5 separate regions of the Mus musculus genome follow, and regions 1, 3, 4 and 5 are each linked to region 2. The links are chromatin contacts, called in public Hi-C, HiCAR-type, HiChIP or PLAC-seq and promoter capture Hi-C maps. All regions are on one chromosome and are shown on one strand. The core of a region is the stretch at or near the end of the contact, and the rest is flanking DNA. Distances in the headings are between cores, read along the strand shown.

Region 1 (5,358 bases), core at 1,741-4,240, 2.9 Mb after region 2:
TCACAGGGCCAAGGCTTAGTTTAACTGTGTCAACTCCCCTTGAGCCCGGTTTTTTTTTTTTTAAACTGTCTTTTAATTTGATTAAAGATGAAAAGCACTCACGGGTACTACTCAGACAATAGATGATTGTTTGAAAGGAACATCAAATATATATCAGAATTATTTTTGTATCAGTATAGACTAAGAACAGCAATACATTCTACTGGCCATAAAGTAAACAGCCAAGGTGAGGTTTGAAAAAATTAGAAAGATGCAGACATTTAGTAAGCACTTAGCAATATTTACAAGGCAACAAAAGAGGATGCTATACATTTTGGTAGGGGGGTGGGGAAGATGACAACTAGATATTAGGTGAATTTCCAAACAAAAGTTTAAGTTAAGACAAGATCAACAACACTTGGCTTGAACCAAAATACACAGACACACGGACACATAGACACAAAGAAGCTCACAATGTATTCTTATAATGCTCATCATATCCAACCACTGAGGACCCCAGCTTCTTCAAACATGCTGTCTCAGGTGCATGCTGTCCCCAAAGATGTCCCAGGACATCTTCTAGGCTTCCCAATGGCAAGAGAAAGAAAGATCAGTGAAGGCCACTACAGGAAGGTTCCCTAAAGCCGGGCCACAAACTCAATAGAACAGAGCCCAGAAAGAAAAACAACTTCAAAATGGTAAAACATCTAAGTAGCAGGTCTATCAGGTATGTAGTTGTTAAAGGTATGTTCAACAGTCACAGAATGGCAAAAGAATAATAATAAATATACATGTGATGATGTAATCTACCCCTTGGCATTACTGATTCCAAAGCTCAAAGGGTCAAATGCCTTGTCCCTGGGCACAGATATTTTCGAGCACATTTCTGGCAGAGCACCATTCCTTACAACAGGTTATACTATAATTATGGCTGGTCACTACAGCCCTTCATACTGAAATGTAGTCATTCATTCCATGTGAAAAATAGGGACACAAACCCTGCAAGAAGCAACTTGATGCTTCCAGTGGCCAATTTTACTATTTTTCAAACATGTATTACAACTAATATAAAACATTATCCATCTTAATATTTGATACCACCAACATAATTACTCCCCAGATGTAAAAGTGTTTAGTATTAATACAAATGTTTGAAGAAACTTGCACATATAGTTCATTATAATTTCAAGGTATTACTGCTGTAAGCTTCTAGGTTAAAAGCAGTCATCCCAACATAGCTGACTGTTCAATCAGGTATATACAAGACAAGTGAGGAGAACTTGGTCTTGCACCATTCAAGAGGCCCCGAGCTAAATCTATCCCCAGCAATGCAAAACAAACAAACACACACACACACAAAAATGCAGCCCAGAACTGTAGCACTGGGAAGATGATCTGCTTTGTGCTTCAAATTATTAAACAGTCAAGCAGACATTAAGGCAATAAAGGCGGTATTGAAGATAAGTATGTGGGTGTGTGCTCACTATCTTTCTGGTCCTTAGTTTCCTCATCTGTAACTACAGAAATAATCTTTGGCAAAGGCCCAGAATACAGAAAAGGTTAAAGGGAGGTGAGAACCAAGCACTATGTAGTGAGCCCTCAGAAACCCTAAAATCCTAAGGCCCAGAAAACAATCATTTAAGTTCTATGATTCTTCAGCAGGCTTCTCCTCCATCCAGTAGTAGTCATGTTTGAAATCTGAAAGCCAGGGTTTAAAAAGATTGTTTTTGTTTTTTTCTCTGAACCGTGGAAAACTACTCATTTTCGTAACGTCAAAATCATTTATTCTTCTCAAACAATGCCAATCTCCTTATACTCTAACCGCGCGGTTAAAAATATACCAGGAGCATTATTCCAACTATCAGGAAACTTGGGGTGGGGGCGGCATCGTAGATTGCTTAGACTCTGACCTTTGTGGATTTCTAAGTATCGTGTAGTGTTTGAGAAAAGAGAAAAACACTTTGGATGATGAAATTTGCAAAAGATCTAAAACTCCAGTTGGCAGAAGGCTCTCCACAGCCAGCTGTCTTTCAAGAAGGGGATCCGAGTGTGTTTACAACCTACAAGCAGAAGGGAGCCAAGCCTAAACTAAACTCTAACATAAAGAACTTTCCTCCAATATATCAGGCCAAAATGATGCAAAACCTGTAGTTTACTTCAATGGGTTTGCTCCAAGCCGGAATAATGAATGAAATGGAGGCATCACTACTGAGTTGGGGGCCTCACTTTCAACCCAGCGGGTGAGTCTCCAAATCCAGTGAACTCACGGGCTGATCTGCTTCAAGGGGAGACCCCGCTGCAGGCTCCCCGAAAGTTCCGCGGCCGCCAGTGTCCGCCCCGCCCGGCCGAGGGTCGCGCCCCCTCCCAGCCGCCGCACACACCCCGCCTCCGCCCCCGCCGCGTGTTAACCCCTCGCCACCCGGCGCGGGCTCGGGGAGGAGGCCGCCCAGGGGGTGGAGTTGTCGCGTCTCCTCCCGGGATCGCCCGGGCAGACGCCCGGCTTGTTTACAGGCCCCAGGCCTGGCCGCCGCCGCACAGGCCCTCCGCCCGCCCGCCCTCGCCCTCTTCCTCGCCCTCGCGCCGCGCTTACCCGGAGCAGCCGCGGGCGGGCGGGTCCCTCGGTCGGCCGGGGCGGCGGTGGCGACGGCGGCCGGGCACGGGGTCCCGCGACGGCGGCCGGGCCCGGGCGGAGGAGGGGAGGAGCCGGGCTGGGTCCGGGCCCCCGGCTCTCGGAGCCCTCGCGGCTCAGATCATCCGGGCGTCGGAGCGGGAGGCAGAGAGCGGGGCCCGCGGGAGGCGGAGGAGGCGCCGAGGACTCATCGCTTTCCGCCCCACCTGCCTGGGCCCCCCTCCCCCCGCCCCAGCCACCCGATCCCGAGCTGCGGACCCGGCCGGCGCGGAGACCACGGCGTTCTAGCTCCTGCGCGCGCTCCCGCCCCTAGCGCCGCCACCGCCGCCGCCTCTAGCGCGGCCCCGCGCACGCGCGCTCTCGACACCGCTGCCCCTCGCCCGGCCCCGCCCCGCCCCGCGCCGCCGTTTCCCCCACCCCCGGCCCTGCAGCTGCGGCGCGGCCCATGGGCTGGAGAGACCCGGATGTGGGAGGGCCGGAACTGCGGCTTGGGCGGGGGAGGGGCGGCGGTGACGTCACTGCCCTGCGCTGCTCCTCAGGTCGCTGCCGCGGGCCGATCCCTAGGGAGCGTGGACGTCCTGGGTGCGAGCCAGGCGCGCGGCCTTCGCGCTAGGGCGCAGAGGGCCTCTCCAAACCCGGCTGTCGTCGTCGTCCGCACCCGACTCTTACACCTGCCTACGGACGCCGGTCTCCAGGTGCAGTCTCGGTTAGCGCCCGGCACAGGGGACTCAGCCTGCCCCTTCGACCCCACGAGGCGCACACGAGTGCCGCGGCCATACCGCAGACGTGCGTGTGCAAACCGTTCACGCCTTGGGACACGTGCCTAGCTAGAGCTTCTCGCGGGTTGTCCCCGAGTCCCTGCAGGGATTCCGAATTGTATTTATGTGCACGTTACGGGGTCACGTGATTCGGGCTCAACGGGCACCTCCAAAGACCTCCAGTGGGGCTAATGGAACCGAGGGTTTTTCAAAATCTAGAGGATAATCAGAAACGTGACAGCTGCTTTCACGGAGAGCTAGAGATGAGCAAAAGGTAACTGCACGTGCAGGCGGCCAAAATCCAGTTTAGCTAGCTCGACCACAGAAAACCCGACCCACGCTGCTTGCCGACGCCGGGATAGAATGACAAACCCTAGGCAGCCAATGAATCAGAGCTGGAAAGCAGTACATCACCAGTATGAGTTCCCATTGGTTGGGTGTGCCTTCCCAGCTTTTCAGTCACCAGCTTAACCCTTACAACCAAATTCGCAGGAATAGAAGTTTAAGAGAGATTCTGATATAATACAAAGAAAAAGCATATATTCCGCTGAAATAGGCTAATGCTTTAAAAAAAAAAATACTAAAACTATTAGCCAAATTGAGTTCAGACCAGTAACAAGATTAATTTCAGTAAGGCCTTCCCCTTTTCTCTGGTGCTTACTGCAGTTTGCCACCCCGCTACTTCGTGTCTCTTATAAACCACTCCATTGTCTTGACTCTTAGATCAAATACAACCTGCTTTTGCCGGCTGTCATCCCGCAAACTATTTCTCTATTTTGGATGTTGTGGTAACCATTTCTGATATTTTCACCACGACTTATGGAAGATGATTCCCTTTTCTTCACTTTTACACCTGACATCAATGGCAGGACCACATGTGAGACTGCCAATTCCCAGCAGACACTATCTTCACTGACCCTCCAAATCACTCAGTATTTTGGGAATACGATGAATTTGTAGCACCTCCAGGTATATAAAGTAAAAATAAAATTCACTATACAGTTCTTAATTCTTTTCTATACAAGTGCAGAAATAAATGAAATTAGGTGCGAAATCTTTTAATGAAATGCTGTTTTATTATTATATACAATATGTTGTTTAGGTTTTGTTAAGTGGGGATGCTGAGGATTAAAACCATGTCAAGTCCTCAACCATTAAGCTCTGTCCTCAGCCCTGGTTAGGGTTTTTGTTATGTGCTTGTTTTGTTTTTGAGACAAGGTCTCTATGTAGTGCTTGCTGGCCTCAAACATACAAGGATCCTCCCAGACTGCCTCTGGATTGCTGATAGTACAAGCATGTGCCACCATACCTGACTCAATTCTTAGTACTACTATTAATACTTAAAACAAGTTACTGCACGATGGGCATACAAAAGTCATGTTGTGACAGCCACCATTTAGTGCTCTGTGTGTCTGTGTGTCTGTCTGTGTGTGTACAGAGTCTTGGCTTTCCCAGGCTGACTCTTGTGAAACTGAGGATTACTTTAACTGGTCCTCCTGCTTCCACATCCCTACCACCACACCTGTCTACAGTGCTCTTAAACAATACATTTTCTCGTTGAAGAGCTGAGTCATCTGTGGCAGTACACATGATAGGAAATTGGGAGGTTTTTGTCTGGGTTTTTAGGTTTACATTCCTGTAGTCTCTCTGTCCTATCTTTGTAAGAAAACTTGAGTAACAGAAGAGGTAAGAAAAAATACAATTTGATATAGTATGTAATATATAAAATATAATGATGAGATTTCTTTTTCCAGGAGTCTGACCAGTCAGTATATCACAGACAGCCAGTCAGTTGTGTCTCTGGACACCATTTGTAGTGTGAATGAGGAAACTTGTGGGCCATAAATTTAACATTTAGGAACTCGGAATTAGACATTAATATTGTCTAATGAAAGTTATTTGATTTTGATATTCCCTTCTATTATCAAATTTTTGGTGGTGGTGTTGAAACAGGGTCTCAAAAATAAACAGCCAAGTAAAAGTCAAAGATGT
Region 2 (5,546 bases), core at 2,719-5,218:
GGCTGTGAGGTATGACAATCTAGGATCTAGTTTTGTGCTGAAAAGCTCACCCTGAAAAGGCTCAGGATCCAGAACACCTAGTGTGGTCACGCCAGCTAAGAAAGACTTTCTATTGGCTTAAACCCATGTCCAAGTAGTCTAAAATGGTGGATACCCCCCCACCATTTTTGGAGGGTCTACCAAGATCCTCAAAGACCAGACCTCAAAACAATGGGGGTGTGGGTCTCAGAGTCCTTTGGTGGAGGGAAGAAGGCAATCTTCAAGCAACTCCTCAGGGGACTCAACCTGAGATGTTTTAGGGCCCACCGACCCCCTTTGATCAATGGCCTATATGTGGATGGGCCCAGGGAATTGCAAAGGGAGTCCTCATTCAATCCCTGGGCCTTGGAAGCTGCTGCTGGCCACTTGTATACAAGTAGTCACTGCTGACACTGCTCTTCTACTGAAGAAGGCTGACAAGCTGACTCTGGGGAAGGAACTGTTCCTGACTGCCCCACATTTGTTTGAGGTCCTCCTATGAGGCACTCCAGAAAGATAAATGTCACCCAAGTAACCATTACCCAACACTGCTACAGGACCAGTCCACATATCTGGTTCTGTATAACATCAGTCCTCAACCCTGCTAGCCTGTTACCGGATGATGAGTCTGCAGAATGGACCTGATTCAATCCGTTGGACCTGACCTGACCAATGCTCCATTGCAGGAGGCAGACGAGGTAATGTATACTGATGGGAACAGTTTTGAGACAGGGTTTCTCTGTGTAGCCCCTGGCTGTCCCAGAACTCACTCTGTAGACCACGCTGGCCTCAAACTCAGAGATCCTTTTGCCTCTGCTTCCTAAGTGCTGGGATTACATGTGCCACTGCCACCCAGCTTGATGGGAGCAGATTTGTCCAGAATGAAATTAGGTATACTGGGGCTGCAGTGGTAACCCAGGATAAGACTATCTGGGTGTAATCTCTTAACCAAGGGACCCCAGCTCAACAAACCAAACTCATAGCACTAATTCAGGTGCTCCATTGGGGAAAAAACAAGGTCACCACTATCTGGTAAGGCTTTTCCATAGCCCACATACTTAGGGCCTTGTACTGAAAAAGAGGGCTCCTCACCTCCAACAAGGGAATCAAATATCAAGGGAGATTCTGACATTGTTGGAAGTCCTCAGGCTACCTAAGACAATGGCCAATGGTCAGCAAAGGTGAAGTTCCTCCCAAAACATAGGGTAACAGGGTGGTAGACTTGGTCACCCCGGAGGCAGGCCTAGACTTGTCTTCAGATTTTGGTGATGTTGACTGAATCTACTTCAATGTTCCAACTAGACATCAGAGGAGATTGTCTGGGCCAACTGAGAGAGTGCCAAAGAAAATCATAAGCTTAATGAGCTTTGATGGATGCTGCCAGACAGAAGGCCAGTCCTTCCAACAGCTCTTAGAAGACAGCTGGTAATGGAGCTCAACCAAAGCCATGAATCTTAGGGTCATAAAAACTGCTGAGCTCCTCGGGCCTGGATACTACATGCGCCACCTAGAGTCTTGTCAAAGACTTCCAGGTGTGTCATCTGAGCACAGGCAAAGCCCAAAGGAGGAAGAGAAGCCCTGGCTGGGATCCAGGCCCAGGAACACCCTCAGAGAGGACTGGGAACTGAACTTTACTGAAATAAAATAGAAATAAAACCTATTGCCTTTGGGTCTACAAGAACATCCTAGCTTCTTGGGTTGAGGAGATTTCTACCCCAACCAGCAGAGGCTGCATCAATTACCACAAAAGCTTCTCCAGGAGTTGGTCCATAGGCTTGGATTGCCCATATTCTGGGGTCTGACACGGTCTGGCCCTCATAGTCAAAATATTCCCAAATCTGGGAAAAGCGTTACACACTAATTAGACAGGCCACAAAGCTCAGGACAGGATAAAAAGAATAAAAACAAAACTCTTAAAATACGGCTTTAATAATGGCAAAAAATTGGGCCAGCTTTCTACATTTTGCCCTCCCGAGGGCCAGATGCACCAGTCAGAAATTACTAACCATTGCCTTCTCAAGTCCTTACAGGCCCTGCAAGACTCATCAGATCATTGGAGAGGCTGTATCTTTGTCTCCTGTCTGAGCCTGCCTGCAAGTTCCAGCCTGGTGACCTCATATGGGTAAAGAGGATCTGGACTGGAACAGCAATGAAGGTCACCCCATGAATGCACCATATCCAGCTGAAGGAGGCTACAGAAAATAATGACAAATGAGTTGTCACTAGGTCCTCCAAACCCCTAAAGACTGACAAGGGCCCTAGAATCATAGTTGTCCTATTTTGTCTTTTTCTCTCCTTTTGGAAAGGCTCCCAAGTCCCCATACGTCAGGGCACTGGGTATAAAAATGTAAAAAACCAGAACCAGGGAGCTCTTAACCAATCTATCCACTGAAACCCAAACTACCTTCCAGGTAGATTTCTGTAAAGTGCTACAACCAGAGACTACTGGGGCATGGCTCACTTGCTCCTGGGGAGAAGCGCATCCCTGGGTCCAGCACTATGGCTGCAGTTGATGCCCCTTCCCCGAAAGCCATTGTTCTTGGTTGGATAGCAAAACTGAGTCCTCTCCGGGTTACACGGATCCCTTCATAGTCCTAAAATAAGAACCATCACTACCTGTGATATAAAGATCAGGGCATGGCAAAGACCAAAACCCCGGGGGGTCAGGTTACAAGCCCCCTAGGATGGCAAGCTCCCAACTCCAATTTCCCCCAGGAATTCCCTTTAGTAACTTCATAGATAAAGGTCCAGAAGGCAGTGGAAGCCAGCATCTCAGTGTTCAGGATATGAAAAGAGTATGTCAGTTCCCTAACCATTCTTAACCCACTGTAGGTCAGGACTCCTGGCTATGCCATGACACCAAGACCGATATTAATTAGAAACTGCAACTAATCAAACAATAATCTCTATCTCCAACTCTACTAGCTGTAAATGGGACCAACCTAAACTCACCTTGGGGGGATTTCCAGGGGAAGGATACCTTTTAACAGCACCAAGATATATCCCCTAGTTAGTTCCCCTTATTCAGATTCCTGTGGGTATACACAGCACGTTAATTTCACGAGTCCCAGCCGAATGTATTTCCAGGGACAATCTGGCTTGTTTGCATTATCGCTTAACCAAGTACGTATTTTCTGAATTGTTTACACTGGAAAACGCGGTCTCATGGTTGTTATACCACAGGTATTCATCTATAATGAAAAGAGGGTAGAGTCCACCTAAACTAGATTCAGGGCTTCTTGGTGTTCAAGGACAGAGCTCATTCCCCTATTGGTAGGGCCAGATGTCATGTCTCCACTACAGTTGGAACATCAGCCCTGTATCAAACTAAAGTTTAAAAGCAACATCAAAATAGGACAGATGAGACAGGACCTGACCATTATGGACTTCAATTCCCAGAGTTACCTGGGGCCGAGGCAAAACTACCTCCAGATTTTGTAATTGCGCTCCTGTCAACCTTGAGTCATAGCCATGCTGGAGTGAAGGCCGGATACTGCTCGTTCAAACCCGCCTGTATAGCTAGGCTTTGTGATCACGTGTGGTTATTTCAGATCCACGAAATCCTGCCTCAGCCCCACTCCTCTGGTCCGCGAAATAACTTTACACCCGAGTCCGAGGAAGCGGAAGAAGTGCTGGAAGAAACTGCAAAGCCACATCCGCATGAAAAGGCGGAATCGGTGACGATCTTGCCTTTTATTGGCCACACGTCCAGGAAGCTGGGTCCCAGGGACTTCCGTTAACCTGACCTAGAGGGAGGTGTTGTATGGCGTGGTCCGTAGACCGAGTTACGCATGCGCAGACCTTCTGCCCTCGTCCAATCGGAAGGTAGCAAGCAAAGGCGCGCGGCTCCCGCTTCAGAAGAGCCCGCTGGTTATGGTCCGGCCTCTGTGCTATGGACCAATCCGCTTCAGCTTCCTCTATATTTTTACCCAATCAGAGCCGGAGGGCGGAGTTCCAGCCGGCCGTGGGCAGAGCGTGCGTTTTCTCCAGCTCCAGTGTGGGGTTTGCTGCGGAGGTACTTTCTGCTGGGCAGGGCGGGCAGCTCTCTCGACCGGCGGCCACTGGGTGGCACGCGCGTGGAGAGCCCTGGGCGGGGAGCGCAGAAGGGGAGCGGGTGGTGTGAGAGGGAGCACGTGCATGCGCAGGGACCGCGTGGGTCTCTGTATGCCAGGATGTGGGGTCCATGCCACCCGAAGGTCTCTGCTTCAGTTTCGAGGAAGGGTGGGTAGGTCCCTGCTCGCTCTTGCCTGCCCTTCCTCTCACTCATCCCACACCCACCTCCTGGCTCCGGCCTTTTTCCACATCAAAAAGCAGATTTTTTCATTTGGTACGCGGAGCCAAGTCGTACAGTATGTGCTGTGATGCAGGCTACTAGGCTAAGTTCCTTACGTGTGTGGTGTCATCTAGGCCACACAGCTGTCCACCGAGCTAGGTGCTGGTCGGGTGTGGTGAAGCACACCGGGGATCCCAGTACTGACTGGGAGGGAGGTAGAGGCAAGAGGATCTCTTTGAGTTTCCAGCTAACCAGTGCTTCTTGGGAAAACTTTGTCATGCACACACACACACACACACACAAACCTAATTCACAACGAAAACCACCCAAGAGGCAGTGCTGGCAGCATCTTATTTTTGTGAAATGTCTCATTTAGGCTAACTCTGACAACTTAAATTGAGGGAATTCAGCTTCCACAAATGTAAAATTAAAGATAGTACAACTAGTAAAACGCTCCTGTTTTCTTTCCTAACTTGAAATTGTTTTAAAGCCGGGCAGTGGTGGCACACGCCTTTGATCCCAGCACTTGGGAGGCAGAGGCAGGCGGATTTCTGAGTTCGAGGCCAGCCTGGTCTACAGAGTGAGTTCCAGAACAGCCAGGGCTACACAGAGAAACCCTGTCTTGAAAAAACAAAAAAAGAAAAGGAAAGAAAAAAGAAATTATTTTAAAATCCTAAACAGTGTACCAGGAAACCAGTTAATTGGTTATTATCCAAGTAAGATGAACTGGTAGGAAGGCATCAGTCTAAAGGTCTACTTCCTAACTTTGCTTTGCAATCATCAGGTTGTTAAAAAGTGCATGGTCCGTGCCAAATTGCTTCTCAGTGTTGTGATAATTCAGTGAAGATGTGGACTTATAGTCTATGTTATTGGTATCAACCATACCTGTTTCTGCTTCTTGTTTAAAGACCACAAAATCATGCAGCCTAGTTAACAATGTAAGTGTGAGATACCTCTGTGTTGACTACTTACCCGCCTATCTTGGGGTCAGGACAGTACTATCTAGAGAGCAGAAGTGAGAAGTGTCTAGCTCGTCTTTTTACCTTAGATTTTATAGAACAGGGCAAAAGTAAGTCAGCCCCTGTGACTGTTGAGGTTTCTTTCGTGTCCACCTTTGTTTAAAATCTTGACTGTTTTCTGCAACTTTCAGGGTTGGTTGGTTTGGGTTGGTTGGTTGGTTTGGGGTTTTGGAGTCAGGGTTTCTGTGAGGTTCTGGTGGTCCTAGAGCTCACTTTGTAAACTAGGCTAGCCTTAA
Region 3 (5,713 bases), core at 1,242-3,741, 2.1 Mb after region 2:
GGTGTGGCTTCTGTAGTAACAGCAAAAAACGCAGGCAGCTCGGGGTGATACTGACCCAGTAGAGAAGGAGAAGGGTATACAAAAATCTATACAAATCAATACAAATATTTTGGAGACTAGTTGTTGCTTCCTATATATAGTGAGACTATCTCAGACAGACCCGCCAGCGATATAAATAACAACACAGAGGCTTATTAATATTTTAAAGCATAGGCCTTTTGCCGAGCAGGAGGGTAGTCTAATCCTGGCTCCTGGTACTCCGTCCCAGCACCTGGCCAGGTCTACCTCTCTGCTCCTCTCTGGTCTGCCTGTTCACCTCCAGGTCATCTGGCTGAATCTCCCAACCTCGCCTTTTCTCCCAGTGTCTACTTCCTGCCCAGCTATTGGCTGTCAGCTCTTTTTTAAAGCCAATCAGATACAACTCTAGATGGCCTTAGGCAGGTGAAGAAGGAACAACTATTTATAAAACATGAGCCTGGCAATGGGTCATTAGCTCTCTGCTGGTACAGAATTAACACTTGAATATACAGAGACACATCTGCACAGAGTGTACCTCAACAGCCCCCTTAGTCCAAAAGAAGATACAAGGATAAACTAAGGGTCCAGGAGGACTGAGTCATGTTAGAACTGTTGCTTTATGCCATGCGGCCATCTTAAGATGGTGGCGTCACATGCCATGTACAACCTTCCTTCAACCTTAGTAAAGATGGCTGAAGCCATGTGGTTACTTACCTCTTGTTGAGGTTATTTGCCAAGATGGAGGAGAGCCACATGGTTGCTATTTAAAAACATATATTTACATAAACAAGGGTTGAATCACAAATATAGGATGCTGCAGCAAATTAAAATTCCTATGTATAGGTTTTAACTATAAACCTTTTGTTATAAAGTTTTAAGCCAAATTCTGTTACAGATTCTTTAACCAAACCCAGTGAGTTTACAAATCTTGAGATAAGAATTTACAGCAGAGCCTTAGGAGGTCAGGGGTTTTATGGTTTGTTTGTTTTGCTTTGTTTTTGAAAACACAATGCAAAGAAATCATAGAGATGAACGATTTAAGAATGGAATATTATGGAACCATAGAGATAAGAGATATTGGGATCATTTGCCTGTATGGTGGCAGAAGTGGCTATAATCTGGGAGAATTTGCAGAGCAAGTGTGCTTGCTGACTGGGGCCATTGATCTGTACTGAGGTGAAGCTGTAGTAAAAAAAAATCTGAGCCCAAGCAGGAAGAGAGAGGGCAGCAAAACAGAACCCCATGATCAAGGGACGGAGGGAGGGCAAGTTCTTATGAACTCCAAGAGGGAGGTGAGAGGGAAACAAGCTGGCAGGAGCTGAGGGACTGCACCGTGGGACTGCAGGTGGGCTGTAGTTCCTGGGGGAAGGCATGGGACATGGAGGGGTGGCAGCAAGTGTCTTTAGTAGAGACCCTCAAGGCTGTCCACATGGTGGGTTGCCCTAAGGGGGGGGGGGGGTAGCAGGAGGCTGCAGGAGACAGAGAGATACTTCTGGAGCGCCAATTGGGAGAAAGAAAGGAAAAGAGTCCCAGGCTGCTGTAGGCAGAGCTGCAGCTCCTGATAGAGACCCAAACAATACAGCAGGAGGGGCGAGCAGGAGAAAAGGGAGGCAGTTACAGGGGTGTATAGGCTAGAGGCAGAGCAGGCTGCAGGAACCAGCGCCCACGTGGAAGGCATAAAAGGCAGAGCCCAGGGAGACAGGAACAGTTAGAAAGCAGGGGGAGAAAGCAACAGCTGGAGAGCCAGACTCCAGAATTTGGACTCAAATCTTGTGGGTGGCCGAAGCCATCAGAAACAAATGATCATTACGTACCTTAAGAGAGTCAGCTCCGCAGCTCAGTCCGGAACGGCCACGTTCCCCAGAAGCGAGCTCATTTATACCATTCCTGTGGTTTCGGCACAAAATAAACAAGTAAAAGAAATAAAAAGTAAAAGACAAGGAAACGTGACAGGTCCTGGGTACAGTGAAGGAGGTTTATTATAGTTATATGGGAGAGCACAGGCAGGGGCAGCAATCTCTGGGAAAGGCCAGAGTGGCCATAACCAGACTGAGCTGTGCCTTGTGAGGAGAGGGGGAGGAGAGAGGAGAGAGGGGAACCAGGTACAGCAGCCAGGAGGACCAAAGGTTCAAAGAGAGTGGGTAACCCAAATGGTTGGATTATATAGGAGAGAGCAACCCAACCCCCTAGATGGAGAGTTCAGGATAAGGAGTGGGATACAGCAGCCAGGAGGGCCCTGGACCAGGTAGGGACTGCAGAACTGCGGGGAGAACCTGGTGGCCAGGTCTGTGTTGCTATGTTAAATGGGCACCTGTCTGCCTTGTCCTGGGCTGGAGACCTAACACATCCGGCTTGACCTTTCTGTTGTGTTTAATCCTACTGACCGTTTTATGCTCTGAAACCTCCACCTCTTTCTGCTCTGGCTTCCCTATCCGTGAACGAGTGTGCTGCTGCCTTTACACCATCCGGGAAAGCTCTGAGTTCCCCGTGTGAGCTTGCAGGGTGTGGTGGCCGTGTGACTGTAGACTTAAGATCCATTAGATAAAGTCGTGAGAACTGGACTCCTTCCTGCAGCCAGGATCACACAGAAGGGTGAATCAATGACATGGGGTGGGTGGAAGTCTCCAGAAGGGTAAAGAGATCTGTCTATTCTTTTATTAAAAGATTAAAAGTGTTAGGGAAACTTTTTGACCCTTTGGGATTCGCTTTTGTGGGGTAGAGGAATAAAGGTAGAAGTGAGGACAGCTGTAGCATTCTCTAAGTTAGCACTTCCAAGCCATAGTCAGTCAATGGAACAAAATCAACCTAACGTCACTCTCATCCACATGTGATGTGACCACATGCCAGCTACTGGCTATTCTGTTCTTATTCCTATGTACTACGTGCCTGCCTCAGGTTTCTATTCCTGTGATAAAATACCAGGACAGAAAGCAACTTGAGAAGGAAGGGCTTATTTCAGACTACACTTCCACACCGCAGTCCATCATCAAAGAACTCAGGGAAGGAACCCGGAGGCGGGAACTGAAGCAGAAGTCATGGAGGAACACTGGCTTGCTCAGCATGCCCTCATCCCTTCTCCATGACCTCCCCGCCCAGTGGGGGCTCCGCCCACCGGGGGCCCCGCCCACATCAATCATCAAACAGAACAACACCCCTCCGGCTTGCCCACATCTTCTCCATGTGGTTCCTTCTTCTCAGATAACTCTAGTACAAACAAACAAACAAATAACAGCCGGAGAGTGCCTTATTAGACTACTAAGATTCCAGTTTGGCCTAATTGCCATTTCTTCTACATTGTTCGGCACAGGGCTGAAGACTTGGAAGACAACATTAAAAATATTTCCAACAGCTCTTAGTTTTCCAAGTCTCTTTGGATTTGGATAAACGGGTATGCACGAATAACAGAGAAAGCACTTAAGCTATTCACACTGTATGAGCTGCAGGAGTGTACTTCTGTACCTAAGGAAGATTCCATGCATAGCCCCCTGTGCCCTTGTGTATTCTAACCAACCCCGAGACAAACAAAAACAACAAACAAACCAGCCCCAAGGCCCAGGCTGGTTGGAGTTTTCATACAGCCTATACATCCTTCTAGTTCAACTAGGACCAAACACGCAAATGTCCTTGGCTGTGGATATCAGCGAGGCCCTCCAGGGCCTTGGGTCGGGCCTTTCTCTAATCAAGAAGATCTGAAAAGAACATCACATTCAGGCCACAGCATTTTTTTTTCTCATTGGTGGTTCCTCCCACCAGCTAGAGAAGACATTCAAAGGCTGCAAACTCTCCCAGTCATTGATTCTTAATAAATCATTTTATTTTTACAGAACTTTTCACCTTTTGTAGTTATTAAACCAGACTGGAGCATTTGGCTAGGAACTAATCCCCCCCTTACATAAAAAGGGGAGAATAAGAACTCCACGTTGAAATTGATACAGCTACCACAATGTAACTCCCAGGGCACTGTATTTTGTGCTTGAAAACTAAGTGAAACCCTACTTAAGACTCACCCTTTTCCTTAAATAACGAGGATTAACAGCCTTAACGAGGTAATAAATAATCAAGCCAACAGAACCCCACCCTGGAGCAAGCTCTGGGGTGGAACTTTCTTGTTTAAGTCAGGCTTGTGATCTGGGGAAAGTTGCTCGGGCCCTGTGGAAGGAGACAGGAACCTGACCAAAGAGATGACCCACTCTGAGCCCATCACTTGCCCACGGAGGAGCGGGAGAGCTGGGAGGAGGAGGGGAGGAGAAGTGGGAGGAGGGAGAGAAGGAGGAATAGAGAGGAGGAGGAGTCAGACAGGGAGGATCGAAGGGCCAGAGCCTGGTGTGGTGAGGAGCCTCGCCCTGCTCACCTGGGAAGGGCGCCATGCAGGGGCGGAGCCAGTCCCAGGTCACCTGGGCGGTGGCGGAACTGAGCAGTCCCGGGGCAGAGGCAGCGCGCCCCGCAATCGGCCTCACCTGCGTGGGGGGCGGGGCTGGCGCACCTGCGCGGGCGGGCGGGCTGGGGGCGGGGCCGGGGAGCAGCCGTCGAGCTGAGCAGGCGAGCGGAGGCGGGAGGCTCGCCGCTGATCCTGGGTTGAGAGTCGGCGGCCGCAGGCCCCGGCTGAGATCCCCGCCATGACCTGGAGCGCCACGGCGCGGGGCGCGCACCAGCCCGACAACACCGCCTTCACTCAGCAGCGCCTCCCCGCCTGGCAGCCGCTGCTGTCGGCGGGCATCGCGCTGCCGCTCTTCTTCTGCGCCGGCCTGGCGTTCATCGGCCTGGGCCTGGGCCTCTTCTACTCCTCCAACGGCATCAAGGAGCTGGAGTACGACTACACCGGCAACCCCGGCACCGGCGATTGCTCGGTGTGCGCCGCCAAGGGCCAGGGCCGCGCTCCGCCGCCCGGCTGCGCTTGCTCCTGGAGCTTTACGCTGCCCGAGCTCTTCCCGGGCCCCGTGTACCTCTACTACGAGCTGTCCAACTTCTACCAGAACAACCGGCGCTACGGCGTGTCCCGCGACGACGCGCAGCTCAGCGGCCTGGCCAGCGCGCTGCGCCACCCGGCCAACGAGTGCGCCCCCTACCAGTTCCGCTCCGACGGTCTGCCTATCGCACCGTGCGGCGCCATCGCCAACAGCCTCTTCAACGACTCCTTCTCGCTCTGGCACCAGCGCCAGCCCTCGGACCCCTTCGTCGAGGTGCCGCTCGATCGCACCGCCATCGCCTGGTGGACCGACTACCACGTCAAGTTCCGCAACCCGCCGCTGGTGAACGGCAGCCTGGCGCTGGCCTTCCGCGGCACGGCGCCGCCGCCCAACTGGCACCGGCCGGTTTATGAGCTCAGCCCGGATCCCAACAACACCGGCTTCATCAACCAGGACTTCGTGGTGTGGATGCGCACCGCGGCGCTGCCCACGTTCCGCAAGCTCTATGCGCGCATCCGCCAGGGCAACTACTCCGCCGGTCTGCCCCGGGGCACCTACCGTGTCAACATCACCTACAACTACCCGGTGCGCGCCTTCGGCGGCCACAAGCTCATCATTCTTAGCAACATCTCTTGGATGGGTGGCAAGAACCCTTTCCTGGGCATCGCCTACCTGGTCGTTGGCTCCCTCTGCATCGTCATGGGCTTTGTCATGCTGGTCGTCTACATTCGCTACCAGGACCAGGACGACGACGACAACGATGATGAGTGATCCTGCTTCCCAAGAAA
Region 4 (5,341 bases), core at 1,205-3,704, 2.1 Mb after region 2:
CACCACACTCCAGTACCTAATTCCTCTAGAGATTTGCCCAGCCTAACTCCTAACCAAACACTAACTCAGAATTCACTTGCTCAGTTCAATTCCATGTCTGGAAATTCACAGACAGACATGTAAACTTATTCAGGGAAACTGAGGTAAAAGGTTTGTCCCAAGATCAAGTCAGCCTGGGCTACTGTGTGAGACTCTGTCTCAAACCAACAACAAAGTTAACTTTTAACTTTATTTAATCAGTTTCCATCTAGCCCATTACTAAATTCCAAAGAAGGAGAAGAAGAAGAAGAAGAAGAAGAAGAAGAAGAAGAAGAAGAAGAAGAAGAAGAAGAAGAAAGAAGAAGAAGAGGAGGAGGAGGAGGAGGAGGAGGAGGAGGAGGAGGAGGAGGAGGAGAAGAAGAAGAAGAAGAAGAAGAAGAAGAAGAAGAAGAAGAAGAAGAAGAAGAAGAAGAAGAAGAAGAAGAAGAAGAAGAAGAAGAAGAAGAAAGGCCAAGGTGAAATTAACCCCATAATTTGAGTCATGGGTTTGGTTTTTTTTTTTTAATTTCTATTTAAAAGGTGAATTTTTACAAGCCTTCTGTACTATTTCAGAATATATGGTGAAATTAACAACACTTCAAAGTATAAAATACATATATCCATGAATCTTTGTCACTGTCCATCTGGTTCTGCCACTTGTGAATTTCAAACAGATTCTGAATAGCGATTCACCTCGGGTTCCAAGCCCACTCCTGCCAGAACTGAGACCATTATTAAACTCTAGAGTCTTTACCACACACTACACTTTGCCAGACCACTTCGTTGTAATTATCATTTCAGTGTCTCAGAGTGAGCACAATAACCCCGGCATCACAAAGACAGCGTGAGGATTAAGACATATGGGCGTTCTGGCGCTGTGTGAGGCACTCGAGAAATTTACAGTAAAAATTCTATCTCCAGGGAACTATGGGAATGGCAGCAGCATATAAGAAGTTGCGGGCAGCTAAAGGTCAACGCAGAGGGAGGAGACCCAAACCTAAGGTGTCTTGGCCACCTCTTCTCAGAGGAATAGTTTGGAAGCACCCATACACCCAGGCTGACTGAACTTAAGAGCAAACAGAGAAGTTTTAAACCTCTCACCCCACCACTCCCGCCTCCACCCTCGCCCCCAATCCCCAAGGGAAAAGCTAAACAAAACTCTGCCAGGGTGCAAAGCCATGCACTCACTCTGATCCCTGCCAGTGTAGCTTTTGTACCTCTGGGATGTAATGGATGTGCATGCTGAAACACGTGTGCACGTCTGTGTGGCTGAACCAACATGCATCCATAAACACTATGAATAATACTCGCGAGAATGTATGGCTTTCTCCTAAGAAGTGTTTGAAGCACTTGATTCAAACCATATCCCTTTCATATCGCCCTTTCTCTGCTTTTCTTTATATGAGAGTTGTGATTCCCAAACCCCCTACCCCGGGAGGAGGGGGATGGAACTCTGTATCACTATTGGGCTTCCCCTAAGTGCAAAGTCCAGGTCCACAAAGAGGACGGATTCCCAGAGTCCCACCTGCGCCCGCATACACCCACGGCTGTCGCGTCAACAGTGCAGGCCACCTGGGAAAGGACCGAAGTCTAGAGGGAATTCCTTCCCCTGCAGGGCGATGAGGGAGCGGGACTCTGACGAGTTTCGAAAATTAAAAGGAGGGAAGGTCCAGCAGACATGGAGGAGTGAGGCGATCGCTACTTACCCAGCCCTCGAAGGTGTCCGAGGTACCAGCCGTGCGCAACAGCTCCTGGAACTGCAGCGTGCAGTTGGCCACAAAGTGGTCATAACCCAGGGGCGTCTCGTGGAAGACGGCTAGCTCCAGGTGGCCGCCGTCGGTGACATTGGCGCAGAACTCCTCGTTGTAGGTGGGTTTGTTGGTCTTCTGCTTTGTGCTGGTCTGGCCCACGCGTACCTGGTCTACGCTCACCGTCAGGTAGGGGTCCAGCAGCTGGTGGCCCTTTTTGAAGAGCGAGTGCCGCAGGGACCAGCGGGTGGGCTGCAGCCCTACAGCCTCTCCGATGCGGACCCTCAGATAGCCATTGAACTTCATCGTGCCGGACGACATGCCGGCGCTGCTGCCGGAGCCCCGAGGGGGCCGCGCTGGCTGGCACTGGGGAACCCGGAGCCCGGGCTCAGGGCAGTCCTCTCCGCTGCCACGGGCGTGGAGGCAGCTCTGGGAAGAAGCAGCGCCCGAGCCCCCTGCGACCGGCCATTCCGCCTCCTCGGAGGGATCTTCCCCTCCCCTCCTTCCCTCCCGCCCTTTCTCCTGAGGTGGAAAGGAGGGGAGCCGGGCTCCGAGCCCTCGGCGGGCTGCTGGGCTCCCGATCGTCCTTCTGGAGCGCGCGGGGCTCGCCCCTTCTCCGGGGCCGGCCAGATAGTCTCCCCGGAGAGCAGGAGCGACCCGTCCGGCTAGCTCCAGCTTTGGCGTCTCTGCCCCCGCCTCCGCCCGTTCCTCCTGCCCCCGCCTCCGCGGGCTCACGCTCTCCCCCACTCGGTGAGCTGAGAACCAGGAAGCAGCAGCAGCAGCAGCAACCGCAGCCGCATCCCGGCCAGAGCCGCGCGCCGCCGGGCTCCAAGTTCTCAGAAGCCCGGTGCGGGCTGCCACGCCTTCCGGACCCCGGGGGCGTGGCGCACCGCGGGCAGCACCGCCTTGAGGGGTGGGTGCCGGGGTTACGCGGTGAAGGGGGCCCGCACTCCCCACTCACCCCAGGGGCGGTTCCCGCCCTGAGTGCTCGCGGATCCCTGCTCCCGGTGGCCGGGTTGGCGGTGCGTTTCGGGCTGGAGGCTGCCCTAAGGGGCTGGACAAAAAGAAAGGATTCCAGGCCCACCGCCAGCAAACACCTGAGGCGTGGGAGACAGCCGGGGAGAGAATTGGCAGGACGGGTGGATGCGGAAAATCAGCAGCAGGGAGTTCCTACCTCCCACCCTAAGTAGTGGCCTGGAGACCCTGCCGGAGGGTGACAGAGCCCTAGCCAGAGGCGGGTGTTCTGTGGGGAAGGGGAGGTCCCTTTCCTAATCTTTACCGGAATGGGTCATCCCAGGTTCAGCTTAGACTCATCCTGTTTATGTGCCTTTTCGGCAGAGAGTAATTAGTTGTTTTGTTTGCGTATTTTTTTAATAGGGCAATGGTAATGATGGAAATCCTGTACTCCTTCCTGGGAGAGGTGTGTCACTGCACAAAGAGCAGGAAAGATTGGTTCTGCTGGAGACTGACAAGGCCAAGATGTAATAAGTCCCTTCCTCCGCAAGAGGCGGTTTGCTGGTCCACCTAGTCCTGCATTATAAGGGCAGCAAAGTGTTCACATGCGCCACCCTGACACACAGTGGCTTTCAGCTGCCTCTTCTAGGAACAAACACTCTAGGTTGTTATTGTCAGAGTGGGCAGACCCTAAGTTTACCCATCTCGTGACTTCTACAGGTTTTGTCTCCTAGGAACACCTTTTGGTCTAATCCATTCTACCATAAAGCTTGCTCCCTGAGGGCCAGCCGCAACCAATATGTCTCCTATAAAGTCCAGGCCATTCTTAAGACGCTTAAGGACGCTCACCATACTCGTTCTTACTGAACAGGCTGGTTGGTCGTCTGTCCCCTTTCTAGCACATGGTTTGGCTTGCTGAGAAGGTTCTGGGCAGTTTCTCATTAGGGAGTTGAGACCTCACCAGTAACAGCTTCACACTATAGGATGAGATGGAGAACAATGGGCTGGCCGGATGGGCCTCTCTTGGAAATACCAAGGCTTCCTGAAAGAGTGGGGCAAGGAAGTAGAGGGTCACTTCAGTTCAGGCAGAGCTCTCCAAAGTGTGCTAGCAACCCGTTTGTAGAGGTAGAGTCGGCTGGGTGAAAGCAACTCTGACTTCTTCCCTAAAGAGCTGGACCTGGCTCCTCCAGAGAGCTGCCGGTTCGCCTTAAGAACCACGAGGGCTCCAAACTTTGTCTCTGCAACTCCTTCCGTGGATATTTTATTCCCTATTCTAGGGAGGAATGAAGTATCCACGCGTTGGTCTTCCTTCTTGATTTTCTTGTGTTTTGGAAGTTGTATCTTGGGTATTCTAGGTTTCTGAGCTAATATCCACTTATCAGTGAGTGCATATCAAGTGACTTCTTTTGTGATTGGGTTACCTCACTCAGGATGATATCCTCCAGATACATCCATTTGCCCAAGAATTTCATAAATTCATTGTTTTTAATAGCTGAGTAGTACTCCATTGTGTAAATGTACCACATTTTCTGTATCCATTCCTCTGTTGAGGGACATCTGGGTTCTTTCCAGATTCTGGCTATTATAAATAAGGCTGCTAAGAACATAGTAGAGAATGTGTCCTTAACATGTTGGAGCATCTTCTGGGTATATGCCCAGGAGAGGTATTGCTGAGACAAAAGAATGGACCATCCAGAGACTGCCCCACCCAGGGGTCCATCCCATAATCAGCCACCAAACGCAGACACTATTCTATACACCAGCAAGATTTTGCTGAAAGGACCCTGATATGGCTGTCTCCTGTGAGGCTTTGCCAGTGCCTGGAAAATACAGAAGTGGATACTCACAGTCATCTATAGGATGGAACACAAGGCCCCCAATGTAGGAGTTAGAGAAAGTACCCAAGAGCTGAAGGGGTTTGCAACCCTATAGGTGGAACAACAATATGAACTAATCAGTACCCCAGAGCTCATGTCTCTAGCTGCATATGTAGCAGAAGATGGCCTACTCAACCATCATTGGGAAGAGAGGCCCCTTGGTCTAGCAAACTTTATATGCCCCAGTACAGGGGAATGCCAGGGCCAAGAAGTGGGAGTGGGTGGGTAGGGGAGCAGGGCGGGGGCAGGGTATAGGGAACTTTCAGGATAGCATTTGAAATGTAAATAAAGAAAATATCTAAAAAAATAACATAAAATAAATATGTGGAAAAAAAAAAGAACCATGAGGGCTGCTGTTCATCTTCTGCACTCTAAGAAGACTATCTCCAAATGAAGAGGAGCTACACAGCTGACCTGGGGTTGGGGTTGAAGGAACACCAGACATTTCACATTCACCCTACCAGGCACTGGGGTGGGCAGCGGCAGGACAGCCAAGTGTCTGATACTCCTGTAGGACCTAGAAACAACCAGCAGAAACATCACATGTGGCAAGTGTTGGAAAAGAAAGGGCCAGGGGTCCTGACACGTGTAATCCCTGTGGATAGATGATGTCCTCTGAAGAGGTAGGCAGCAGGGATGGGTCAGACTCTCGAAGAAGCAGCACAGTTTGACCTGTCTGGAGAAAAGACTGGGTAGCTGGAGACAGGAAAGATGAAAGTCAAGTGGGTAAGAGAATGCTGCATA
Region 5 (5,290 bases), core at 2,495-4,994, 2.5 Mb after region 2:
AATAAGTAGATTATTTAAAAGAATAACATAAAACCACTTTCATACCTCAATTACAAATTTTATAACTAGATTCTCCTTTTCTTCCTTGAAAAATTACAAACTAATTTCCTTTGAGTCATGCAAAAGAGCTAAATACAAGTGGAGGAGGGCAGATCCCATGTCTGCCACACTCTTTGTTATATGACTACCCCAGGAATGTTTCAAAACTGAGCACAAGCTTTCCTTGGATAAGTAATATATAGTATTTATAAGGATAACATATAGAGAGAGAGATGATAAAGTCTTACCCCAACCCAAATCAGATTATTAACAGGGCCCTGAGATTTGTAAATAAATAGACATCCCAGATGATTCTTTAGTATCAAGAGTCAAGTCTGGGAATCAAGACTTGGAAATTTTATAGAGTATACAAGAAAAATTGCAAAAATATCAATTACTAAAGATCAATAACTAATAAATGACTGTTGAGCCTTGCTTTTTTGTCTTTGAAAGTAGACTTAGCACATTTAAAACTTGAGCCAAACTGTTACTATATCCAAGCTTAATTCTCATTATTCTCACTCCATATACCATCTTAGGTTCTATTTGCTAAGTAAGTTAGGAAGCAAATTGACAGACTGACTCCTAAAACCATTTTTATTACGTATGTGTACTTACTTGGAGAAAGAGTGTGTCTCTGAGATCAGAGGACAACTTGCAGGAGCTGGGTTTTCTCCTCCCACTAAAAAGGTCCCAGGGATTAAACTCAAGCTAACCATATTGCAGGCCCCAAAAAATTAGTGTTTCACTTAGGATACTGGCAATATCTTTTCATACATGAGAGTAAATTAACTCTTAAATTTACTTGAACTCTCCCTCAAGTAATCCCTCACAATGTATGACAAATTTTCACTAAGTTTACACCTTAAATGGCCAATCTAGAATTGAGAGTCAAGAGGGCTATCATAATATTTGTGAGATATACTTCATGCTTCCTTTTCAAAAAGTTATAAGAAAACTAATTCTATTTCTGTTTATACTTATAAAGAGCTAGGCAATTAATATGCTATCATTTCTGGCTCTTACAGATAAAATTTTCATCTTAACAAATAATCCTTAAGGTTTAACATACAATTTCCTGTTATCCGTTTGGATGTTAGGGCACAAATTTGACAATAAAACTTCCTAGAAAAGAAGTACTAGAAGGTGTCAATAAAGACAAAACCCTATGAAAGAAACTCTGATACCAAAGTTCCCTCCCAGACAGCCTAGGCTACTAGCTAGTTCAAGGCCAACTTGAGTTACAAAGCAAAATTCTGTCTCAAAAAAAGAAAAAGGAAAGAAAGTGTGGAGAGGAGATCTGGAGAGCCAGCTCAGTGGGTGAGAACACTTGCTGTGCAAACAGAAGGTCCTGAGCTCAGATACTTGTACCCACACAAAAAGCTGCACATGGCCTCAAGTGCCAGTAACCCCAGCACGATGAGAGCAAGTGTGGGAAAGTTTGTGCGGCTGAAATTCTCAATGAAGCCTCCTCCCTGACCAGAGAACTCACGGAGGATACCCACACGTTTTCGAGCAACCCCCAAGGATGAGTGCCTTCTGTTCTGCCCAATCAAGGTGCTGTTTCCTAATGTGTACATCTCTATATATTACTCAAAATAAATAAACACCACTTACTAATTATTCTCACCAACAAATACATCAGTGAAATATAAATATGATAAAACTCAATACACCTAATCATTTTGATTTAACACAGAGGACAGAGAAACACAGTAGACAAAGCCAAAGAGACTATTCAGTAAGCAAAAAATCCAGACTCTTAGGCAGGAAAACTCCATCACTACAATAATCCAGTACAAAAGAAAAGAAATGGAACAGCTACATCATAGATGAACAGCTACATCATAGACACACACACACACACACACCACACATGGGGGTTGAGAGGCTTTGGGGCCGGCAAAAAGAATGTTAAAGCCAGAGATGAGAGGGAGTGCCATGGAACAGCCCTCGAGTGCACACCACAGCAACAGCCATCTGCCCTTCAACATTCCATCACAAACACAGAGGGTACCCAGTGGTGAGTGGGGGAGAATGTGTCTCAGTGGTGCAGCTGGTGGAGAATTTGGGATGAAGTTCGAAGGGAATTAAAGGAGGATAGAGTGGGGATGAAGGACGAACATGATCTCAATATTTTTTCAGAGCTAAAATAAGTGACACAGAAATTTTGCAAAACTTTTCTAAAAATCTAACAGTCTGCTAGTCATGGTAGTGCATACCTGAAATTCTAACACTTTTAGTCAGAGAAGAATCTAAAGTTTTAAAGTCAGGCTGGACTAACACTTGATGCCCAGTCTTAACAAGCACCTAATTATATACCAGCAGTATTCCCTCATTGCCACAGTTCATGCATTCCAGTTGACTGCCTTTTCTGGATTTTTAATCTTAAACCATCCAGACACAGTTACGCTGTCTAAAGCAAAATAAAAGTTAATTAGGAAAAGAGACCCTGTCGTGGAAAAAAAAAAAAAAGAAAGACCAATTAAGGAAATTAATAATCACATTATGACAATTATATATATAGCTCATTGTGCAAATTTCTGCCTGAAGACCTTGTCTACCACATTGTACTTTACCTTTTCCTTCCGGAGGAAGACTGAGCCTATAGGAATATTGTGCTCACAACTTTATAGTACCTTTAGTCTCAGACTATCTTTTACTTAAACCACTTCTCCATAAAAAACTGACAAACACTTTAACCAAAACTCTGCATTTATTCTTCAAAACATTTATACAAAAAAATCACTCGCCATCCTTTCACCACTGAGCAACCAAAATACACTTACTTCCCAGAGCCACTTCCTGGGATCCATACTCCTACGACCCACAATCCTGAGAAATCTCAGGATCATTTCCGGTGAGGAAGAAACTATACCTGCATAAACTTATCAAGAGATGGCTCACGGTAAGACTCTACAGTGCCTGGAACAAAATGAGCACGCAATAAAAGCCAACCATTATCTAGCTACAAAGTAACTGCCTTAAGTCTGTATTTTCTTCCTTTACATGATTTAAGTCTAACATAACTCATCAGGACACGTATACATACACAGAAGGCTTTCCAACTAGTTCACTCGATCAACAGCAACAGTATACACCCAAAGTAAGTTTTCAGTTCTCTTTTCAATTAAAAAAAAAAAACATTTATTAAGAAATTAAAGATTCTAATCCCTCACGCTTTCAGCCAGACATCTGTCTGGAGTCTAGCTAACAACACATAGCTGGAAAAATTCGAGATTTTCACTGGCTGGAAAGGTGGATGAGGGTCAACCTGCCAAACTTCTGCTTGCCACAATCAAAACTCCAGTTTCAAAGTAGGCCAGAAAAGATAGGGGCGAGCGGCTACGAACCTTTTAAAGGATCGACGCTCCCTTTTTGCATCCCCCTCCCCCACTGTTTAGACGAACCACACCCTTTATTACCCCCCAGCGGCCTCCTGGCATCTCCCAGGGCTGTCCTCCCACCCCAGGAATCCACGGTCGCCAGACTCACAGAGTGTGTCCGCACACGTTCACCATCAGCTTCAAAGAAGGGTTCCGGTACTTGGTGGTCTTACACCTGGGGCAGCCCTGGTCGTCCATGGCGTCTCTTCGGCTTTGGATTTTTTTTTTTCCTCCACACGGATTTCAGCCACTGCCACCTACAAGAACCCCCAGACCAGATGTCAACTAAGCTGCTACCAACAGGCACTTGGCCGGAATGGTCCTTCGCGAAAGAGCACCGGCTGGAAGCCAGGCGCTGCAAAACAAACGTTCCGGGAGCGAGTTCTCCGTTCCAGCCGCTACAGTTCCAACCTAACCTTAGGTGAATCAGTTCAGTATCTTGGGATGGGAGAACGGATGCTTTTAAATTACACACCTCTTGCCTAATTACATTTTACAAGGAACCATATCATATCAAAAAGATAAATTCTTGTTTCGTTTGGAAACATCCACATGATTTCAAAGATTTATGCTGGTATGAAGTCAATAACACAAACTAGTAGTCTCTTTTAGAAAATTGGACAGTCTGTACTGTAGATGTCTTCATAGTTGTGTAATCAGAACATAATTTGATTCACATATATGAAGATTAGAATAATGCTAAGTGTAGTGGCTCACACCTATAATACCAGCACTAGGAAGGCTGAAGCAGGAACCAGCCATGAGTTGGATCTAGGCTCCATACTGAATTCTGTACAGCCTGGGCTACCTAAGGAGACACTGTCTCCAAAATAAATAAATATATAACAAAAAAAAATAAAAACAAAATAAAAAACAAGATAAATTGTTTACATTCATAAAAATTATCTAAATGCAATTCTTTGTACAAATTCTTACTAAATGTCAGAATACTTCTATAAATAATATCTAGTACCTGTTCCTACACAAAGGCCTTCCCCTCAAGACTGCCAGGCAAGCTGAATTGTACAACCTAACTCTCATATGTCTTGCCCCCAATAAAAGACCTCATTTATTTTCCAAAATGTTAAATAAAAGGTTATTTTATAAAGCAATTCGAGCAGGGCAGTGGTGGCATACACCTTTAATCTCAGTATTCAAGAGGCAGGAACAGGTGGATCGCTGAGTTCCAGCCAGTCTGGTCTGCAGAGCAAGTCCCAGGACAGCCAGGGCTACACTCAGAGAAACCCTGTCTCCAAAAACAAATTTAAAAAAAGAAAGAAAGAAAGAAAGAAAGAAAGAAAGAAAGAGAGAGAGAGAAAGGAGAGAGAGAGAGAAAGAAAGAAAGAGAGAGAGAGAAAGGAGAGAGAGAGAGAAAGAAAGAAAGAGAGAGAGAGAAAGGAGAGAGAGAGAGAGAAAGAAAGAAAGAAAGAAAGAAAGAAAGAAAGAAAGAAAGAAAGAAAGAGAGAGAGAAAAAGGCACACAACTTTATTTCAGCAATCCCAAAACTCTGAGGACCTGATTCTCTCTGGGAATTGTAAGCCACATTTATTGTATTAACAAGAATACAGAAGTCTTTTTTGTTTATTTTGTTTTTTGAGACAGGGTGACAGCACTTCTCTGTGTAACCCTGCCTGTCTTGGATTTGCTTTGTAGACCAGGCTGGCCTCAAACTCATTGAGATCCGCCTGCTTCTGCTTCCCAGGTGCTGGGATCAAAGGTGAGGGCCACCACGCCTAGCCAAATAGATGCCTTAGAAAGGTCTATTAGATAATGAATTATTCTTACGGTAAGGGACAAGTCTTCTCCACCTCTGAGATAAGGATTTATTGATACTTAACAAAGGCTTAATGGAGACTAAATGAATT

The links. Promoter capture Hi-C pulls out the DNA fragments that hold promoters and counts their contacts. Hi-C and Micro-C count contacts between places; a contact is called where the count stands out from the background. HiCAR-type assays count read pairs that join an accessible place to other places. HiChIP or PLAC-seq counts read pairs in DNA pulled down with a chosen protein or histone mark.
Region 1: a Hi-C map of CD8 T cells shows a contact between it and region 2, with 4 times the contacts expected there. The contact joins the promoter of Ppm1a here to the promoter of Wdr89 in region 2. A contact is called at or near these places in 4 of 39 promoter capture datasets (hippocampal neurons, liver, neutrophils and 1 more), 1 of 484 Hi-C or Micro-C datasets (CD8 T cells), 3 of 115 datasets of contacts at active chromatin or transcription factors (astrocytes, large pre-B cells and pro-B cells) and 1 of 9 other capture datasets (adipose tissue).
Region 3: an H3K27ac HiChIP or PLAC-seq map of embryonic stem cells shows a contact between it and region 2, with 10 times the contacts expected there. The contact joins the promoter of 2210039B01Rik here to the promoter of Wdr89 in region 2. A contact is called at or near these places in 3 of 39 promoter capture datasets (embryonic stem cells, liver and stem cell-derived epiblast-like cells) and 4 of 115 datasets of contacts at active chromatin or transcription factors (astrocytes, embryonic forebrain, embryonic stem cells and 1 more).
Region 4: a contact with region 2 is called in a promoter capture Hi-C map of stem cell-derived epiblast-like cells, with 4 times the contacts expected there. The contact joins the promoter of Prkch here to the promoter of Wdr89 in region 2. A contact is called at or near these places in 4 of 39 promoter capture datasets (embryonic stem cells, hippocampal neurons and stem cell-derived epiblast-like cells) and 1 of 115 datasets of contacts at active chromatin or transcription factors (astrocytes).
Region 5: a contact with region 2 is called in a HiCAR-type map of astrocytes, with 5 times the contacts expected there. The contact joins the promoter of Mnat1 here to the promoter of Wdr89 in region 2. A contact is called at or near these places in 1 of 39 promoter capture datasets (stem cell-derived epiblast-like cells) and 2 of 115 datasets of contacts at active chromatin or transcription factors (astrocytes and embryonic stem cells).

Annotation. Positions count from the first base shown.
Region 1 is chr12:72,758,843-72,764,200 of GRCm38.p6, reverse strand. It overlaps Ppm1a (protein phosphatase 1A, magnesium dependent, alpha isoform), which reads right to left and starts at 2,990. Exons shown (of 6, transcript NM_008910.3): 1 at 2,570-2,990.
Region 2 is chr12:75,667,959-75,673,504 of GRCm38.p6, reverse strand. Wdr89 (WD repeat domain 89) reads left to right here and starts at 3,968. Exons shown (of 2, transcript NM_028203.1): 1 at 3,968-4,033. Gm34717 (a long non-coding RNA gene) reads right to left here and starts at 3,780. Exons shown (of 3, transcript XR_381697.2): 1 at 3,424-3,780.
Region 3 is chr12:73,545,261-73,550,973 of GRCm38.p6, reverse strand. It overlaps 2210039B01Rik (RIKEN cDNA 2210039B01 gene), which reads right to left and starts at 2,491. Exons shown (of 4, transcript NR_044985.1): 1 at 2,403-2,491; 2 at 1,833-1,905; 3 at 733-778. It overlaps Tmem30b (transmembrane protein 30B), which reads left to right and starts at 4,579. Exons shown (of 1, transcript NM_178715.3): 1 at 4,579-5,713. The coding sequence starts at 4,635. The coding sequence ends at 5,696.
Region 4 is chr12:73,581,909-73,587,249 of GRCm38.p6, reverse strand. Prkch (protein kinase C, eta) reads right to left here and starts at 2,454. Exons shown (of 14, transcript NM_008856.4): 1 at 1,725-2,454. The coding sequence starts at 2,087. It overlaps LOC115488016 (collagen alpha-1(I) chain-like), which reads right to left and starts at 3,572. Exons shown (of 3, transcript XM_030247047.1): 1 at 3,483-3,572; 2 at 2,941-3,039; 3 at 2,115-2,820. The coding sequence starts at 3,572. The coding sequence ends at 2,155.
Region 5 is chr12:73,122,171-73,127,460 of GRCm38.p6, reverse strand. Mnat1 (menage a trois 1) reads right to left here and starts at 3,744. Exons shown (of 8, transcript NM_008612.2): 1 at 3,535-3,744. The coding sequence starts at 3,623.